Linked DNA regions of Capra hircus: region 1 is linked to region 2. Evidence: chromatin contacts called from public Hi-C data. All regions are on one chromosome and are shown on one strand. Each heading gives the region's core, a stretch centred on a gene start, on an enhancer-like site or on the middle of the called end of the contact. The rest is flanking DNA. Distances are from core to core; before and after follow the strand shown.

What was found. A called contact is a pair of places that touch in the nucleus more often than the background predicts.
Region 1: a contact with region 2 is called in a Hi-C map of blood, with 6 times the contacts expected there. The contact joins the enhancer-like site here to the promoter of KCNK17 in region 2. A contact is called at or near these places in 2 of 5 Hi-C or Micro-C datasets (blood and liver).

Annotation. Positions count from the first base shown.
Region 1 is chr23:35,787,065-35,792,413 of ARS1.2, forward strand. No RefSeq gene overlaps it. Among named protein-coding and RNA genes, the nearest start is that of SAYSD1, 53 kb to the right of the region's middle. Within about 2 kb of position 1,972, at least 1 of the 5 cell types and tissues checked has an H3K27ac peak or open chromatin away from gene starts, as enhancers often do.
Region 2 is chr23:35,643,578-35,649,130 of ARS1.2, forward strand. KCNK17 (potassium channel subfamily K member 17) reads left to right here and starts at 1,787. Exons shown (of 5, transcript XM_018039322.1): 1 at 1,787-2,162. The coding sequence starts at 1,884.

The DNA of each region.
Region 1 (5,349 bases), core at 722-3,221, 140 kb after region 2:
TCTTTCTCCTCCACTGAATAAACATCTTGTTTGTCCACCAGACAGTGGCCCCAGGGCTTGCACTCCTCCTCCTGCCCTCTGCAGGGCTCAGGACCGGCTAGACCTGCACAGGAGGTCTGACTGAACCATAATCCGGCCTGGAAAGTGCCAAGGAGGAAGGCGCCATGCCAGGCCTGTTGACGGACCCGGCAGTGGGAGGCCAGATGTACCCTCATCACACAGGCTCCGAACGCCGCCTCCTCTTCCCCGCACCACCCCCACCTCCCCGGCGCCACCCGGAGCACAATGGGGCCATTTCAGAGCAAACCTTCATCCGTGAAATCCGTGCTCCCAGGAGGAGCTCCTAGACCCAGCCAGGAAGGCTCTGGGGCTTCAGAGTGTAAAGTGAAACTCAGCTTTTGATGACCCATCTCCTTCTCCGCCGGGGCCTGCCGTGACCAGGTGGAGGGCGGGGGACCCAGCACCCTCACAGCCCAGATCCCCTCCTACCGGAGGCAACTAGCAGAGGCAAGGGCAAAGAGAGAATGAGCTCCTTGTCTCTGGAGACGTGCCCTGTCGCTGGGAGGCCGGCGATCTTGCCACTTTGAGTGGCTAGGGTTATAGATGTCAAATTCTTCATCCCTCTGCCTCTGGGGCTGACCAAATTGCAATGAAAACCACTAGTCCTGAGTTCAAAGAGTCCTAGAAAAGTCACCTTCACAGCTTCTCTGCACCGCTAGGTCCCTGGGGACTTGCTCTCCTCCATCTCTCATTTGGACAATATTAATCCCCCGGCAGAGCCTCTAGTTTCCAGGTTTACAAATGAATTGGAGGTGGTTTGTTTGTCGGGACAGAAGACAACTAAGGTCATGAACGTGAAGGAGGGTGTTTTACAAAAACGACTGGAATTGTACCCTATACAGGGTCTCTTCCTGCCCACCCCTTGGCCCTCCTTCACATGGAGGCCCAAATAAGGGCCATGGGACACATCCCTGGAAGAGGTGGGCTCTGGGAGCCAAGGCGGGTGTGTATTGGGGGCTTCTTGGCCTGTCTCCCGTGGGGAGCTTGGACAGCTTGCAGTCAGCCCCCCTTCTCCCTTTCTACCTGGAGCCTCCACTGTCTCTTGTCCCTGTATGGGCTCCTAGGCCCCCCACATCCTGCTTCCTCAGCAGCCAGACCATGTATCTGGGCTTGTGAGGCTAGAAATGAACAGCATCAAGGGTGTAGGGGTCACTCTTGTCCTGGTCACTATGGAGGATGCCTCCCCAGTGTGACTGCCACACAAACAGCCTCAGAGTGCACAGTGGAATCCAAGGCCCCTGAGTTCCTGTGAGGTCTGGAGCCTCAGCCCCAACAGCACGGCCCCAAGATCTTCCCCGACTCATCACTGAGTGTGTTTCTACAGTCCTTGGCATTGGGACCCTGTACTTGTATTTATTGAGATTTGGTCTTGACTGTTTTAAGACTTCTCCTAAATGCATGTGAGTGTATGCATGTGTTTCTGTCTGTGCGGACGCACACTAGAGAAAAAAAAAAATGCAGAGTGGGAGAGAAAGGAATAGAGGCAGCAAGACAGTGGCAGGGAGACAGGGGGATGACCCAGCAGAGACTGATGGAAACTAGAAACTGCGTCTCCTCTCAGATTCTCTCTCTTCCCTCAGCAGGGCTGTATCTCCCCTTAGACTGGGGCTCCCTGAGGCAGGGCCGTGTCTCCCCTCAGACTGGGGCTCCCTGAGGCAGGGCCGTGTCTCCTCTCAGACTGGGGCTCCCTGAGGCAGGGCCATGTCTCCCCTCAGACTGGGGCTCCCTGAGGCGGGGCCGTGTCTCCCCTCAGACTGGGGCTCCCTGAGGCAGGGCCGTGTCTCCCCTCAGACTGGGGCTCCCTGAGGCGGGGCTGTGTCTCCTCTCAGACTGAGGCTCCCTGAGGCGGGGTTGTGTCTCCTCTCAGACTGAGGCTCCCTGAGGCGGGGTTGTGTCTCCCCGCAGACTGAGGCTCCCTGAGGCAGGGCTGTGCCTCCCTCAGACTGGGGCTCCCTGAGGCGGGGCTGTGTCTCCTCTCAGACTGGGGCTCCCTGAGGCAGGGCTGTGTCTCCTCTCAGACTGGGGCTCCTGTGTCTCCCCTCAGACTGGGGCTCCCTGAGGCGGGGCTGTGTCTCCTCTCAGACTGGGGCTCCCTGAGGCAGGGCTGTGTCTCCTCTCAGACTGGGGCTCCTGTGTCTCCCCTCAGACTGAGGCTCCCTGAGGCGGGGCTGTGTCTCCCCTCAGACTGGGGCTCCCTGAGGCCGGGCTGTGTCTCCCTCAGCCTGGGGCTCCCTGAGAAGCTGACCTGCCAGGGAGTGAGGAACCGCACGTCCTCCCAGTGTGTACACCATGAGTGTGTGATGAGCCTCCTTTCCCTAAGTCTTCAGAGGCTTCTGTAGACATTCCCTGGGAATTCCCTGTTTCTGGGCTGGAGGTTAGAGAAACCCCAGCCCAGGGGTCCTCATGAACAGAGACAATGCAGATGGACTAGTACGTGCGGGACTCCCCACAGGGCGGCCTGACCCCCGCCGCTGACCCCTGCTCCCCACCCCACCCCCCATTCCTTCACTCTGCCCCTCTGTCTGCTGTGGGCTGAGAGGCGTGGAGTCTGAGATCGGCCACCCAAGGCAGCCCTGACAGAGCAGTCCTACCACTGTTATTTAGTCCCTCAGCCGTGTCCCACTCTGTGACCCTGTGGGCTGTAGCCAGCCAGGCTCCTCTGTCCATGGGATTCTCTGTCCAGGGGATCTTCCTGATCCAGGGACTAAACCCACATCTTCTGATTGGCAGGCCAATTCTTTACCCCTGAACCACCCGGAAAGCCCGCAGTCCTAATGGGGGGGTCAGCAAACCCAGCTCACAGGCACCAGTGATGGGCTGAGGGACAGCCTGTCCAGGCTTGGCACAGTCAATCCTCCAGCTTCCTCCCCTCCTGCCTGGCCAGCCTCGTGACCAGGCCTCTCTGCTCATCCCTTGGGCCTGTGTGGATGCAGAAAGGCAGGCCCTTTCTTCCTGTCATGATGCTTCTTTGGAGGACGAGGACGGATCCAGGAACCAGGAAAGACTTGAAAGGGAAAGACAAGGAGGACAAAGGAAACGAAGGACAAACCGTGCCAAAAGTGGTGTGTGGACACGGCAACTATGAAATCAGATGAGGTGGCGATGGGTTTTTAATCATCTGTCTTACCATTTTTGCTCTGTCACTGGACAAACAGAACTCCCACTAGAATTTAATCTTCTTCAAAGCTGGGGTCTTCTTTTTGCTGACCATTGCACCCCATGGATCTAGCTGCCCAGCACATAGTAGGTGCTCAATTAATATTTGTTGACTGAGTGACAGATTCTCAGCTGGTGTGGTTTCATAGAATTTGGCCTCTTGTATTGTGCTTCTTTCTTTTTTTAAAATTATTTTTTATTGAAGGATAATTGCTGTACAGGATTTTGCTGTTTTTTTTTTTTTCAATTTTATTTATCTAATTTATTTGGCTGGGCTGGGTCTTTGTCGCTGCATGGGCTTTTCTCATGTGGCTCTCTAGTCGCAGTGCCCAGGCTTCTCATTGCAGTGGCTTCTCTTGTTGCAGAGCATGGGTTCTAGGGCACTTGGGCTTCAGAAGCTGAAGCACGTGGGCTCAGTAGTTTGGCTTCCGGGCTATAGAACACAGACTCAGTAGTTGTGACGCACCAGCATCTGGGCTCTTTCTGGATCAGGGATCGAACCGGGGAAGCCACAAGGAAAGCCCCTCTTGTATCCTAAACTCTGAGATAAGAGTTTCCTCTGTTCCCTATCTCCACACACTCACAGCCCAGGCCCATGTGGGGCTGTGTGGGGTGGGCCCGGCAGCCAGGAGACCTGGGTTCCCGCATCGACTCTGCTCCTTTCAAGGTGTGTGATCAGGCAAGTGTCTGCCTCAGGTCTTGGTTTTTTTCATCTGTGAAATGAGGAGAATGGATTAGTTTAGTAATGGGGAAGCCAGTGTGGGTTTCATCATAACTCGGTCCCCAGGGAGGCCACAGTGAGGGCCTCTAGTGATGTTGAGTTGGGACTGAATGTGGGCGCTTGTGGGAGATGCGGCTTCTCCAGCATCAAGCCCAGTTCCTGCTCAGAAAACCCTGCATGCGTGCATGCTCAGTAGCTTCAGTCATGTCTGACTCTTTGCGGCTATGGACTGTAGCCCCCCAGGCTCCTCTGTTCATGGGGTATCCCAGGTAAGAATACTGGAGTGGGCTGCCATGCCCTCCTCCAGGGGATCTTCCTGACCTAGGGATTGGACCTATGTCTCCTGTGGCTGCTGCATTGCAGGTGGATTCTTTACTTCTGAGCCGCTGGGGAAGCCCCAGGAAACCCTGGAAAGGCCTATTTGAGTCAAAATTACATACCCTGAAATTTGATGAGCCTCTCAGTGGAGGAGGAAATCTAGGAAGGGTCCTGGCAGCTCTGAGAAGTTGGGGTGAGTAGGGCAGGAGGAAGCAGAGCCCCTCCTCACCTCTGCAGCCCTCAAGTGCCAACCTGCCAGCTGAGCATCACACGGGCGCCACTGCCCCCTTGTGGTCACACCCACAGCACAGCTGAGAAGTTCGTCCCTGGAGACGTTCTAAGTACCAGGGGATGAAGATCTGCGGAAAACCAAATTCTCTCCGGCTGGTGTCAAGCCTGGGGAACTTAGGGTATCTGTACCTCTGGCTTTCCTTCCTCCTTCAGGCCCAGCCTCCCAGAACAGAAAACACTAGAAACCAAAGCCACATGGTGTGGTGTACCCAGTCGGAGCTGGGAGATGAGATAGGGGTATTTAAGCTGCCTCCGACATACTGTGTGTTCTGGGGAAGTCAGATAACCTCTACGAGCCTCCACATCCTCGTTTATAAAAGGAGAATAACAATTTCTGTCCTGCCAGCCTCAGTTGTGAGGGCTTGTGCAACACCCTTTGCATAAACCCCTGTGCAGGTACAAAAGGTTCAAGAGACAATCATGAAAAGGAAAACCTGAAGGAGGTTCTCAACCAGGGGTCCCCAGGGGCAGGCCCCCAGGACGCTCCATCCTTTTGCCTTTAAGAAACTCATCTCATCTGCAGAGCCCCCCAGGAGCCACAGAGTGTCCCTCCAGCCCTCTCCTGGGAGCCTCACCTGGACCCCAGAGTGAAACACCATCATGGGACCTCAGTACCCTCACGTTTGCTGGACAATCGATGCCCAGGAACCTTGGTGCTTACCCTTTCCAGCCCCGAGGTACACAGAACAATAACCGCCTTTCTCCAGTTTCTAGTGCCATGTTCTTCACTCTGTCTGACATCTCATCACGAACGTTCATATTTCTAGCAATAGACTCTCTCACGGCTATTTAGGCTTTCTTTT
Region 2 (5,553 bases), core at 537-3,036:
CAATGGGTGTGGGTTTGATCCCTGGTTGGGGAACTAAGATCCCACATGCCGTGCAGCATGGCCAAAAAATTAAAAAAATTAAAATGACCCAAAAAAGTTGAATCCAGACATGGATCATTATGACCAAATCTCCATCGCACTTCCTGAACTGCCCCCACCCCCCACCCCAGAAGATCTCATACAGGACAGCAAACAAAGGCTGTATCTGAGGCTGTATCTGTGCCTCATTTGATACGTGTGTGGGGCATCATCAGGCCCCCAGTGTGTGTCAGGCGCCGGGCCAGGCTCCAGGGCAGCAGCAGTGACGCTCCTGCCCCCCAGGTGGAAGGACTAGACAAGCAGAGAGGCAACCAAAACCTCATGGCACGGGCAGACCAGGATATGACGCACACCCATGGGACCCACTGGCCCAGGCAGGGACTCTGGAACCACCATCATGCAAAGAGGATGCCTGCCTTCAGGAAGCTCCAGCTAGAGGGGTGGGCAGGCTGCCTCTAGGTCTGCCAGTTCTCCTTGCCTAGAGGTCTAGAGCTGTCCGTGAACAAGGCTTCAGCACTCCTGGGCGTCCCACCCACTTTCCTGAGTATGGCCTCCCTTGACTGCCTCATGGCACCCTTTGATCTCATTACCCCTTCTGGGCTCTTACAAGCCCTTCCAAACCCTCCCTGGGAAAACACCAGCCCAGCTGATCCCAGGAGATTTCCAGGAAATGAGCTGTGAGGAGGCCCAGCCTCCTCTGGGAATACCTCATGCAGCCTGGCCTCTCTCCTGCCCGACTGTGACACCTCTGGCCAGAAGGAGAAGAGATTTATACCAGTCCGTCCCAAGCCGGGACTAGTGGTGAAGAACCCACCTGCCACTGCAGGTAGATGTTAAAAGACATGGATTCAGTCCCTGGGTCAGGAAGATCCCCTGGAGGAGGGCATGGCAACCCACTCCAGTAGTCTTGCCTGGAGAATTCCAGGGACAGTGGAGCCTGGCGGGCTACATATAGTCCATAGGGCCACAAAGAGTCGGACACGACTGAAGTGACTTAGCACACACGCACATTACAAAAGGCCCGAACTCACCAAGGACTGCAAACCTCTCTCAGAAAGACAGACTGGGGACCTCTGGACAGGACTGAGGTTAGACCGAGAAGCCGAGGAGGCTCTGGGTGGGACACCCAGGGAAGGATCTACAGCAGCAAGAGACCCAGGCTACATCCAGGACTTGCTGGCATGGAGGAGAAGCCTGAGAAACTGGGAACTCCCAGGACTCTTTATATTGAATCCTTCCTCCATCCTGGGTGGAGGAGGGAATGGGGAAGGGGACATCTTCAGAAGCAGGGAATGGACAAGCCCACTGGCAGAGACTCCTCTTGCCTCCCAAGTTCACGAGCATTGGCGATAGATTGCTGGGATCTCAAATCCTTGGGTATATAAGGCAAGGATGGTGATGGGAGAGATCCAGAGAGGGCTTGACAGGCAACGGATCCTTGGTGATGATCCCAGGGCCTCAGGAAATAAACTTGCCTGCCGCTTTCTCCTCCCCCTGAGTGCGGTCTGCAAGAGTTCCTCCCACCGTTTGCTACAGACAGGACACGGGGAGGCCCTGGGCAGGTCTCTCCCAGCGCCTGCGGTCACCAGCAGCCCTCCCCTTCTCCCTGAGCTAGGCGTGCCTGGGGGATGGGCACGCCACACGCATTCGAGGCGGGGCCAGATGCCCACAGCTTGCCCTCTTTTTGTCCCGGGATTGGATCCCAGTGCGGGGTGGGGCAGGGCTGTCCCATTCCCCAGCACACACCTCCTCTGCTGAGAAAACGGGGCAGAGGCGCGCGTTGGCCAGAGAAGGGACCAGCCGAGCTCCTCCCTAGCCCTTCCTCTGCGCCTCGGTCCGAGTCCATGGCTCCCGACTCCCGCCACTCCGCCTCTCCCGCTAAGTGCGGAGGGAGAGCCCGGGATGCGAGCGAGCGCGGGGTCCCGGGCTGCGCGGTGCCGGTGCCGAGCACATTGCTCCTGCTGCTCACCTACCTGACTTACCTGGTCCTGGGCACCTGCGTGTTTTGGTTGCTGGAGAGCCCCGCGGCGCACGATTCCAGCAAGAGATTCCAGCGCGACAAGTGGGCGCTGCTGCGGAACTTCACGTGTCTGGACGGCCCGGCGCTGGATTCGCTGATCCGGGTGAGGGGCGCGTCTGGGCGGCCCGGGAGCGGGGGCTCTGACTTAGCCGAGCGCAAGGGCACGGGGCGAAAGGGCACGGCCCGGCTCCGGTCAGGGCACCGCCGGGAGCACTTCTCCGAAATAAAGTGGAAGGCACGGAGGGGCGGACGACTGGGGGCGCGCGTTGCAGGATGGAGACCAGAGTCCTGGGCTGGATGGACCCCGATGCAAAGACCCCGGCTCTGGCGAGAGAAATGCGCAGCGCGGCGCCGTGAGCCCAGGGTTCGGGGCGAGAGGGCGAGACTCTCCAGATCGGGACCCTCCCTGTCTGGAGAGTTGCGTGGCGCACGCATCCAAATCTCGGGGTGAAGGCGATAGGGGGCGCACTGACGGGGTCCAGAGCTGGTGGGGCCCGACCGGGTCCGGGCAGCGTTAGGACAGAGCGGGCTGCTCAGATTGGGAGAAGGCAGGAGGGGTCCACCTGGGAACTCAGGGCGCTGTGTCGGGTCGGACAGCGGGCGAAGGGCGAAGGGGTACCCGTGGCCCCTTCCACAGGAGACCCACGTGCGAATTTGAGACCTGGGGGCTGGGACAGCAGAGGGCGCTGGTCTGGTCTGATGAGGAGTGAGCCGGCAGCAAGACCGTTGGAGGCTGGGAGGAAAGTGGGTGCAGAGCGCTCTTGTCCCCGCTGCCACACACACACACACACACACACACACACACACACACACACACACACAACGCCCGAGGTTAAGTGGAATGGGGCCGAGGTGCAGGAGCCAGGGGCCCGGGGACTTGAGGTGCGCAAAAAGAAAGCAGCAGACACAAGGACGTTCGGTGGCTGAACCCGGGTTTCTCCGAGTCTGAGGGCACGCAGCGAGGGCCCGGAGGGTCTGCAGGGGTCGGCGGGTGGGAGGATGCAGAGGTCGTGGAGGGCAGAGACTGCTGAGGGGGTGGTGGAAGACTCAGCGGGGCGAGGGGAGGGGGGCAAGCAGGGGAGGGTTCTTCCAGGCCTCACGATGGGTGAAGGTTTCCTTCGACCCTGGGCTGGACGGAGAGCTGACGCAAGCGTCCATCTCTGGGTCCCTGGCTTGGTCCGTGAGCACAGACAGCTGCACCCCTAGCCAGACGTCCCCGCACTGCAATCCGGGTGCCTTTTCTGGCGAGGAAAGCAGGGCCTGTGTCCCAGAGTTGCCAGCCCAAAGCTGGTCCCCAGAAGATAGCAGGGAAGTGTGTCTGGTGGCAAGGGCCAAGGGCACTGGAACGGAGGTGAAGTCCTGAGCCCTGGGACTGGGCGGATGTGTCAGGCCTGGAACCCAGCAGAGGAAGGACTATCTCTGCTAAGAATCTCAGGTGACACCTCCAACCACTATCTCTAAACTTCTACAAATACAGACCGCCTAATCCTGGAGGCTGTGTGCCACTCCCCTTGAAAAGGTGGCGAACTTCAATTACGAGCAGCCTGGCCCCCCGAAATGTGACAGTGATGGCAATGGGAATGATAGGAAATGCTTCTGTGCGGCCCTTACTGTGTGTCAGGCTCTGTTCCTAGTGTGTGAACTCGCTCCAGCCCCACCTGTCTCACAGGCAGACTCCATTATTATCGTGCCCATTGTAGATATGGAGAAACCGAGGCTCAGAGAGGCTCCTACAAAGGCACGGCTTCATAGTCAGGGCGCTGGGGCTCTCAGCCACCATGAGGACTGCCTCAGTGCAGATCTGCATACGGGGGTGCTTCCCAAGTCTCCTGGCAGAGCTCTCATCTCTTCCCCTCCACCCACTTCCTGCTCACCTCCACTTCACCTCCTTCCTCAGCCCCCTGTGGCTTCAACCGTCCCCAGGAATACAGATGTGGTGTCTCCAACCCAGATCTCCCCAATGAGGGCAGACATGTTCATGTAACTTCCTGTTGTCATTCAGTTGCTAAGCTTTGTCCAACTCTTTGTGACCCCATGGACTGGAGCATGCCAGGCCTCGCTGTCCCTCACCATCTCCCAGAGTTTACCCAAGTTCATGTCCGTTGAGTTGGTGATGCTATTCAACCATCTCATCCTCTCCCGCCCCCTTCTCCTCTTGCACCTTCCTAGCAGCCCTCAAATGCCCCCCAGGCCAAGAGTAAGCAGCTCTGCTCTTCCCTGCTCCGAATCTCTGCCCCCGCATCCACACACCTTCCAAGTGCTCTTAGGTGCGTCCCTCACTACCCGCACCAAATACGGCCAGAGCCCTGGGCTTCTGAGTACCTCCTCTCTGTGCCTCCTGGACACTCCGTGCCGGGATGCAGGCCAGGCCCTCTCCATCACTCACCCCTGCAGGACTCTCTCCTCTCCGGATCTGCCAGCATCTTCTGTGCTGCCAGCTGCCACGGAGCACACATACCTGTGCTTGCTCCCCTTTACTCAGTGACCTCGGGCGAGGCCTGCCACTCCATCCCCAGCCTGGCAGAGCCACGCACGGCCTGGCTGCCAACTACCTTTCAGTCTCCCTAGTCTATATCCCAGACCCAGTCCTCCCTTCCAGCCTTTGCTCCTGTGGTCCTATTTCCCTAAATCTCCTTCTACCAAGAACAATCCTAGCTAACCCTCTAGGAAGGTCCAACTAAAACATCACCCTCAGCCGCCTTCTCACATTTGTACAGAATGCTGGAGTTGACACACATTCTTTAAAGGATGTATGGAGGCAAAATAAGCACATTTCAGAAAATCGAGAATCATGGGGGGAAACACACATAATTCTTAATAAAACTGTATTTTGTACTTTGGTACGTTAAAGAAAAACAGTCACCCTCTCCATGAAGTCTTCTGCGCCTACCCCCATCAGAATGCACACCCTTCCTATCCTGTATTTCTACAGCATTATATTCATAATAATGATAATGACAGCACTTGCTAACCTTAACCGTGTTCCAGGTACTCTTCTAAGCCTTTACACCTAATAACTCATTAAACCTCAACAACTCTAGGAAGTGGGTGTTATTAGTATTCCCGCTTTACAGAGAAAGAGACTGAGGCACAGAGAAATTGGCTGTCTTGCCCAGAATCAGGTAGCTGCACTGTCTGGGCGCCTAAAGCTTCATGGACGACACTGTATCAAAGTTAGTTGAGTTTGGGGACTTCACTGGCAATCCAGTGGTTATGACTGCATTTCCAATTCAGGGGGACAATTCCTGATCAGGGAGCTAAGATCCCACATGTTGATTGACATGGCCAAAAATATAGATAGATATTTCAAAAATTAAAAGAAACAAAGTTAAGTTCGGCTTTGTCCCACTGAAAACTGAGGTCATGTCTCTTTCATCTTCAGCTCCCCTGATACCTCACATACAGGTCCTGACCAGGGCTTGTTGCAAGAATGAGCATGAACAGGAGAGAAAACAAATGGAGTTCTCCCAGCCAGTGCAATACCTGGGGCTGAT